2 separate regions of the Oryctolagus cuniculus genome follow, and region 1 is linked to region 2. The links are chromatin contacts, called in public Hi-C maps. All regions are on one chromosome and are shown on one strand. The core of a region is the stretch at or near the end of the contact, and the rest is flanking DNA. Distances in the headings are between cores, read along the strand shown. Region 1 has its middle 11 kb from the start of UBXN2B. Region 2 holds the start of FAM110B (family with sequence similarity 110 member B).

Region 1 (4,516 bases), core at 1,087-3,586, 440 kb after region 2:
TGGGTTTATTTACTACTGCCAGCTTTGGCCCTGGCAACAGCCCTGGTGGTTGTGAGAATTTGGGGAGTGGGTCATTGAATGGGAGAGCAGTTTTTCCTGCAGTGGAAAACTGGGAGTAAATAATCTATTTGCCTCACTCTATCTCTCTGCCTGTCAAACAGCTACATTTTTTTTCCTTCCATTCCGCTGGTTCATTCCCCAAATGACCACAATGGCCAGAGCTGAGATGATCCAAGACCAGGAGCAGGAACTTCCTCCAGGTCTCCCAAGTGAGTGCAGGGGCCCAAGGACTTGGGCCATCTTCTGCTGCTTTCCCAGGCCGTAGCGGAGAGCTGGATTGGAAGTGGAGCAGCCGGGACTCGAACTAACACCTATAGAGAATGCCAGCACTGCAGGCTGGGGCTTTAACCCATGCACCACAGCACCAGCCCCGAACAGCTACTCTTTTAATGAATTATGAATTGAAGATAGCCTTCAGTGGGGAATAAAGCTGCAAAGGACAGCTTACTAGCAATTGGTTTTCTTTTTTCTTTTTAATGTTTGCTCTGATTGATAAAGGATGGGGGATTTGGACTTTGGAGTTTAGCAAGGGGAGAAATTCCTCCCTCACCCTGGACTGTGCGACACAATAGCACAGGAAACATGGAAACCCCAGATTAAACAGGACGCACACAGTGAAGCACCTGTGCCATGTGAGATGCTGAAGCTTCCTGACACAGACTTCTGGGTCCCACAGAAAAAGTGAAGGGGCTGAACTCTACATCCTGGGGATTTGGGAGTGCTAGACAGAGCTGTGTTCCCAAAATTCAGAAAGTCCCATGTATGAAGCCCTGATCCTTAAGATGATGCCATGAGGAAGTGGGGTTCGGGTGGTGTTCAGGTATTAAGGGTGGCGTCTCATGATCAGATTAGTGCCCTTACAAAAAAGAGGCACCAGACAGCCTCTCCCCTAACCCCCATCACTGCTCTTCCAGGTGAAGGCAGCCATCCCTCAGCCAAGAGGAGGGCCCTCATCCTCAACCTTGCTAGCACTTTGACCTTGGATTTGCAGCCTCCAGAAATGTAAGACAATAAAATTCCTGTGGTTTAAGCCCTCTAGTTTCTGGCACTTTGTTCTGGCAGCTGATGGATATGAGCGCTACAGCCAGAGTCTAGAGGTACAACGGAATGTAGGCATCCAATGCCATTGAACAAAGCACCATGGTCTGGAGCTGACGCTCGGCAGAGTGGGTAAAGCTGCCACCTGAGGTGCCGGCATCCCATGTGGGTGCCGGTTCAAATCCTGGCTGCTCCACTTCCAATCCAGCTCTCTGTTGTGGCCTGGGAAAGCAGCAGAAGATGGCCCAAGTCCTTGGGCCCCTGTACCCATGTAGGAGACCTTGAATAAGCTCCTGGCTTTGGATCGGTGCAGCTCCAGCTGTTGCAGCCATCTGGGGAGTGAACCAGCAGATGAAAGATCTCTTCTCTCTCTCTCTCTTTCTCTTTGCCTCTGCTCTCTGTTACTCTGCCTTTCAAATAAATAAATATATTTTTTTAAAAAGTCACCATGGTCCTCTTTTTGGAGGACCTGTAAACGAACACACCCAAGACATCTCTGGTTCAAGACTCCTGCAAGTAGTTGACAAGAGGGAACAGCAGCGCTGTGGGGAATTATGCCCTAATCTTTTTCACAAGCCCACACAGGAAATGATGGCCATGTGTATAGCTTGCTGGGAAAGGTGCTTGTTCAAGGCCTTTGGACACCCCAGGACTTGCACAGCTTCCCAGTGGCTCATCATGTCAGGTTGGCACAGTGGGTTAAGCCCACACTTGCTGTCAACACCAGGATCCCTTATGAGAGTGCTGGCTTGAGTCCTGGCTGCTCCACTTCCAACCCAGCTTCCTACCAATGCACCTAGAAGGCAGTGAAAGGTGGCCCAAGTGCTTGGGGCCCTGCCACCCAAGTGGGAGACCTGGAGAGAGTTCTTGGTTCCTGGCTTCGGCCTGGCCCAGTCACCAGTGGAAGGTCATGCTGTAGAGGGACAGTGTTGGGGCAGGTGAGAGGGCAGAGATTGGTGAGAAGAAGCGGTAATTAACCTCTGGGCAGAATCTCTGTCTCAGGCCCGTGCTGGCCCTACAGACCTTCTAGAACTGGCCACTGGGCCCTCATGTCTCGTGGCAAACCTAGTCCTTCACTGTACTCTGCCTGGCTACCTTCAGCAGGGCCTTTGAGTTCCCTGTGCACTCACTCAGCAGCTCTTTCTTGGACCTGGTACAGAAATGTGTTGGCGCAGTTGTCGTGGTTGCTACCCTGTTTGTCACCTGTTATATCTGGTCGTTTTCTCTGTGTCACACGTTGCACAACTGAGAACTGAGAAGTATGCACAAAGGGGAAATGCTTCTGAACAGCCAAAATGGACACAGTCCCTGTGTAAGATCGCTGTGACGCTGGCATCACTCTGAAACTGCCCAGAGGTATTCTCGGTCCTGTTGTTACAATGGAGGGAAGACATCAGTGTTAGAGAAAAAAGAACAGTTTTCTGGGAATCCCATGATGCCATGATGATTATTGTCCCAATGACCTAAAAGCCCTTTTTCTTAGTTGCATTTCTTATTCCACCATGAAGTATCTTGTCACAACTTCAGATTAGGATGGAAGGGGTTGCCTAAAACTATTAACGCTTCCTTGCTCTAAATTCCTGGAATGAAGAGAAGTAGCAGGTGCCATTCTGGGTCCAAAACGAGGCATGCCTTGCCCATGTTTCTTCCCTGTCTTGTTCCAGGGGATAGAAGTGGCGTCAGGCTCCGAGGACAATGTGAGGCAGAGGCTTTCACCATCTCATCTTCTTCTCTGTTGCTTGTGAATCACAAAGATTCGGGGCTAACTGTTACCACAGCATGGTCTTCCTGCCTGACACATACATGCTCCAATTGTACAAATCGAAGAGCCCCTCAATCATTCCTTGATTCGTGTTCTTACACAGGTCATAAAAACCTGCACTATCTAATATTCTAAGTTAAAGTTTCTTATTTCTATATGTGGATCAATTAATTGTCTTTTTTTTTTTTTTTTGACAGGCAGAGTGGACAGTGAGAGAGAGAGAGAGAGACAGAGAGAAAGGTCTTCCTTTGCCGTTGGTTCACCCTCCAATGGCCGCCACAGCTGGCGCACTGCGGCCGGTGCACCACGCTGATCCGATGGCAGGAGCCAGGTGCTTCTCCTGGTCTCCCATGGGGTGCAGGGCCTAAGGACTTGGGCCATCCTCCACTGCACTCCCTGGCCACAGCAGAGAGCTGGCCTGGAAGAGGGGCAACCGGGACAGAATCCTGCGCCCCGAGCGGTACTAGAACCCGGTGTGCCGGTGTCGCAAGGCAGAGGATTAGCCAAGTGAGCCACGGCGCCGGCCTAATTAATTGTCTTTTAAAGAAACAGCTGCATGCCACCCATTGCTTGCCTCTGTAACAGAACACCTGGCACTCAGTAATTTATAAAGGGTAGAAATATATGGACTCTGGGAGACTGGGAAGCCCCAGATTGAGGAGCTGCATCTGGTAAGCATCTCTGGCTGGGTCATAACATGGGCGAGGGTATCACAGGGCAAGACAGAATAAGGGAGGCCTGAATTCACTTTTAGGACAAACCCACTCTTGCAATTAAAACATTAATCCATTTATGAGGGCAGGGCCTTTGTGGCCTAATAACCTGTTAAAGATCTCACCTCTCTGCACTGGTGCTTTGAGGGTTCAGTTTCCAGCACATGAACTTTGGGGGACACATTCACACGGTAGCAAGCTGGTGGCCAAGAGGGATACATATAGGCTGTAGTAATCAGACAGCAAAACAAGTGCATCAGCTTGGTGTTATTTAGTAGACAGCCAACCCACAGAGCTGCTTTAGTAGACTCTATGTTGCTGATGATATCATTGCTGTGGTCCTTGAGCGTCAAACATCCCTGCAGTCGACATTCTAGTAGAGGTGATTTTACTTCTGTATTCCTTTATGTCAACCACAAGATGTCTAGACTGCAGAGTTCTCATAGAAATGTCTGCTCACACTTATTGCAGGTGCCGTTAAGACAGTAGCACTAGGGGGCAGTGTTGTGGCACAGAGGGTTAGGCCACCACTTGCCATATCAGGGAGCCTCATCTGCTCCACTTACGAGTCAGATTCCTGCTAGTGCACCTGGAAAGTCAGTGGACTACGGCCCAAGTATTTGGGCTGCTGCCACCTGTGTGAGTTCAGGGGGGGTGGGTGGGGGTGTGGCACCAGGAAGGAGTTCCTGGCTCCTGGCTCCAGTCTGGCCCAGACCTAGCTGTTGTAGTCATTTGGGAAGTGAACACGGGGATAGAAGCTCTCTCTCTCCTCTCTCCTCTCTCTCCTCTCTCTTCTCTCTCTTCTCTCTCTTCTCTCTCTTCTCTCTCTCCTCTCTCTTCTCTCTCTCTCTCACTGCCATTCAACTAAATAAATGATCTTTAAAAAAAAATAGACGATGGGGCCAGCCTGTGGTAGCTGTGATGTAACAGATAAAGCTGCCGC
Region 2 (4,422 bases), core at 693-3,192:
ACAAAGACATCATATTGATTTCAGCAGGGACTCTGTCAGGTTTACTTCTGGTTTGCTTGGCTTCCCTCGAGGGCACCCTCCAGCTGCTGCAGGCTTATACTAGCTTGGGCTGAGCAGTGTGTCCGTACTAGTCTGGAAATAGGACCCCCATTTTCCTGAGGACTCATATATCCTTCTCACCCCTGTCTTTGTGCCCAGGGGTTGACATGCATTCTGATTGGCTGGCCTCCTCACATGCCACAAGCAAGCCGAAGTTCTATGTTCCAGTCCCACCCAATGGGAGGGAGCATTCCCAAAAGGAAGAGGATGAGGTAATGTTTTCTTGTGTGTGTGTGTGTGTGTGTGTGTGTGTGGTGTGTTTTAAGCCCCACTTTGACGGAGAGAAGCTGGTTCCATTTGCTAGGGAACTGATGAAAACTAACCGTTTTCTATTGTTAAATGACTCTTGGAGTTACTGGAGATCACAGCATATCTGTCGCTCCCCCTCTTCACGGAGGAATGACACTAAACCCTGCCTAGGCTTCATATCCGAGTCACGGCACCATTATGTCGCTCCCCCTCTTCGTGGAGGAACGACACAGGACCCTGCGCTGTTCTTTCGTCTGCTCGGCCCTCCCCGGGTTTGCTGCTGGTTCTTCCCGGGTTGGCTACTATCCCTTCCACCTCCGTGGAAGGGCAGTTCCCCCTGGCCACATTCCCCACTTCCGCAGGGGAGCGGCACACCGCCGGCCGGTTCTCTCGGGGGCTGCACGGGTTCCCTTAGATGTTCCCCATAGATGTTCCTGGTGCATGCCGTCTCTCTCCTCCTTTATAGTCCTCCTCCGCCAATCCCAACTCGGCTGCCCACATGCCGAGTACGCTGCTCTCCTCCAATCAGTAGCAAGTCCTACAGTTTATTGGTTGAACTGGAGGCAGCTGTGCGGAAGCTGTTTACTTCTCTCCCAGCGCCATATTGTGGGAGAGCAGATGCATAGAATAAGTCTTAATTCCAGTAACTCAGTCTAGTCCGGTTTGCTCCCCACACATATCTGTGATCACAAACAATGCATTAGGATACCAAAGGAAACTTGCACTGAAAACGCAGTGTTATGTCGCCTTTTAATGTGGTAATCTTGTAAATGGCCAAAACTCTATTGCAGAGGTCTGACCTTTATTTATTTGATAATTTCTGAATTCAAAAGAAACAGTACTCACAACCATTTAAGTACCTGTATGTGTAGATAGCCTTGTTGAGAAAATGTGGTGTATGCGATTGTATTTCCAATGTTTTCTAAAGTTTAGAGAAAATATTTGCTAAATATTTTTGAGAAGGAATTATGGTGAGTCCCTATTTCACTTAAATCCAGTCATTTTGGTAAAAACGGATTTCATATTTTAGAGCTCCCAGTAGCAAAACTGTGTTTAGTCTTCCTAAAGCAAGATAGCCTCCCTGAAGAAAACCAACCAAGTTATTAAGCAAATAGTTTTTAAAAATTCTAAACGTGTTAAGGAAATATTATGAGATGACTAGTGATGCACTCCATTTACTTAATTTGAAACATCAGCTGGCCCACAGTCTAAGGGCAGTACATCAGGCCTGAGGATTACTATTTTATTCTATTCTACACAAACATGTAGAAAACACTTCCAGAAACGCAGCCTATAAATAATATTGCAATAGTCCATTTAAGTATTTGAAAGTTAGCAAACCGAGAATGGTGCCCAGAGCCACAATGGTCGGTATGGGTTGGCTACCAAGTGGATTATCACACTGAGGACACAAACTCCAGGTCGCGAGAGTCACGCGGCCTGAACTGGGGTCCTAGGCTCTGATCTAGGGGAGCCTTCACCTGGGGGCAGGTGCGGGAAGGCGGTAGGGGTGGCGGGACGGGGCTTGGGCGGGGCAGGTGAGACGGGGCGGGGCAGAAGCTGGGCGGGGCGTTGGAGGGGCGTGTCCCCTTCGGTCAGCGACACGCGCTCTCGGTCGCAGCAACTCCCTGCAAGTTCCCTCCCTCGCTCTCCGGCGGAGCCTGCCGGAGCCCTCCCACTCGGTGCAGACCGAACCATCGCGGCCACCGCCAGCAGCTGGGCCCTGCGCGGCCGCGCGTCCTGGGCCGGCTTGGCCAACCCTCCCTGCTCCTTGCCCGCAGCCCCACGGCGGCGTTGGCGGCGGTGAGGACTCGGCGGCCCCAGCAGCCCGCCCTCGGCCCTCGGTCCTTCTCGGGCCCAGACCGTCCCTCCTCGCCGTCTCTGGAAGCCTGACCGCCGGCTTGGCCCGCGCCGCCCCGAGCCAGGGAGCACGGCCGAGGTAAGACTGGGGGTCAGAGTGCTGCTGCAGGTTCGGGGTCCGGGTCTGGTGGCCGCGCTGCGCTCCGTCAGTGGACAATGCCTAAGCCGCGCGCGGGCGGAGCGAAGCCGGATCTGCTCCTGCAGCCTCCCCGCCCTGCCCTCATCTCCGTCTAGCCCGGCATGGGGGCTTCGCTGGCCCTGACGGACCGGGCCGGGGTTCCGGGGAGGCGGGGGCGCCCTGCCCGCCCTGAGCTCCGGGCCGGGCGAAGCCGACTGCGCTGCGTAGCCGGGCTGGGCCCCGGAGGCGCGCCGGCGGGTGTCTGTGGAGGAGTGGGTCGGCGAGGCACCGGGGCTCTCCTCCGCCACCGCTGCTTGCCCCATCTCTGATTTCCGTGCCAAATACTTTGGAAATACCAGTATCTCCTCATCCCTGGCTGGGAGTGAACTGCAAGGTATGCAGATTCCATGGCTCTGAAAGTTTGTTTGGGGTTATCCCCTCCAGTGGCTCCCTCGCTTGTACTTTCTTTGAAAGCATACAGATTTGAAATATAATTAAATTACCCTTGGCTCACGCTTATCCCCATCCCCCGGCGGAGCTCACAATTTGGCAACAAAGCGCATGCCAGCTGTGGGAGCCCGGTGGCTGCCCTGCCCGGCCTGGTGCCCTCCTATTGTCGTGAGATCCGGAGCTGCACTGTGTAAATGGCAGTGACAAGTCTCCTAAGCTGGCTTGAGGAGAAGATAACTTGATGCGTGCTTAAATTACTCTGGACAGTGGAAAGAAAGCACCTGGTGCTGGGCTAGTTAACCCTTTCAAGACGTGACTCGGATTTGCTAAGACACTCGCACACAAACATGAGGCTTTCTTTGCTGCCTAAGATACCGATAAACTCTGCGGGTTTTCTTCACAGCCAAGTTATGTCCCGTGCAGAATCTGGCACACATCTGTGACAACATCGCATGGCTGGCGTTGTAAGGACTGCACACTGGTTTATTTTTGAAGAGGAGAGTATGATTGTAGAACAAGCATTTTTGCAATATGTTTAGAGTCATTCCCTGGAATAGAACCTCTACCAATTTATTGTCCTCATTTTTTGCCATTGCAACTTGTGGTCATTCAGATGTGCTCTTTCATAAGTATAGTTATTTTAACATAAGGGCAGGTTCATGGTAACCTGGAATTCTTCAGTGGTAAAATCTCATGGCTTTGTGCTATGATAGTTGACCTGTGGTATTTCTGGAGGTGGTACACCATGAAGTCACTGACTGAACGGAGAGACGGCAGTGCTCTGCCAATCTGATAATCAATAAAATGCTTAGAGCAGGACCCAACATATAGCCTGAAGTAAGTGTCAGTTAGCATTGTTTTGAATTGTATTATATATAAGTCCATGTGTTTTTTGGTTTGGAAATTGATGGTTTTGGGTTTTTTTTGTTACAGGTCTTTTGGCTCAAGTCTGGTTTAATTTTGGGATGGAATCAGGGGTGGGTGGTGGTTTTACTTGTGCCTGGCAAGCTGCTCTCTATGTTGGTAGGTAAGGGCTGATTTAGAACTTCTCACGTAGTGGCCTGCAAGGACCATAGCTATGAACCCACCCCTGTCCTGGTGCACTTTATAATTAGGAGACCTCAGAATCCTTCACGGGCCTGATTGTCCAAGGAGAGGCCCAGATGTTAGGGAAAATCTAGGGTCTGAGGGTCTGAATCTTGTCCCTGAACTGTGCCCCCCTCTCCCCTACTCTAGGTTGAGAGTAATGATTCCTAGTTGAAAGAACATGTTGGCACAGCAGCGTTAAGTGGGTCCCATTGTGGTAAAAGGTAATTACAGATCGATAGATCTGCTAAAAATACATCAACCAGAGCCTATCAGTCTTATCCATGGTTTATAGTATTTAGAACAGGATTTGTAGTCTAACTGGCCAGGAAAAGAAAAATCAAAATGGTGTGTTTGCTGCCTGTTGGTAAGCAGTGGGTGCTAACTGTTTAGCGATTTTGAAAGACCATCAGGGATCAACTCTCACTTCAAGCTCCTCTCCTCGCTAAACGGTGAAGTGACATCTTTTTCCTTCCTCCATAACTTCCTAGCTAAACAAGGCATGGTGTTAACTGCTGGGGCCTGAGGAACCACAGCTGCTGCAGGCGCCGTGAGGTGGC

What was found. A called contact is a pair of places that touch in the nucleus more often than the background predicts.
Region 1: a contact with region 2 is called in a Hi-C map of an unstated tissue, with 3 times the contacts expected there. The contact joins the enhancer-like site here to the promoter of FAM110B in region 2. A contact is called at or near these places in 4 of 6 Hi-C or Micro-C datasets (ear pinna, liver, psoas muscle and 1 more).

The regions. Positions count from the first base shown.
Region 1 is chr6:83,562,030-83,566,545 of mOryCun1.1, forward strand. No RefSeq gene overlaps it. Among named protein-coding and RNA genes, the nearest start is that of UBXN2B, 11 kb to the right of the region's middle. Within about 2 kb of position 2,337, at least 1 of the 8 cell types and tissues checked has an H3K27ac peak or open chromatin away from gene starts, as enhancers often do.
Region 2 is chr6:83,118,444-83,122,865 of mOryCun1.1, forward strand. FAM110B (family with sequence similarity 110 member B) reads left to right here and starts at 1,943. Exons shown (of 6, transcript XM_051844496.2): 1 at 1,943-2,287.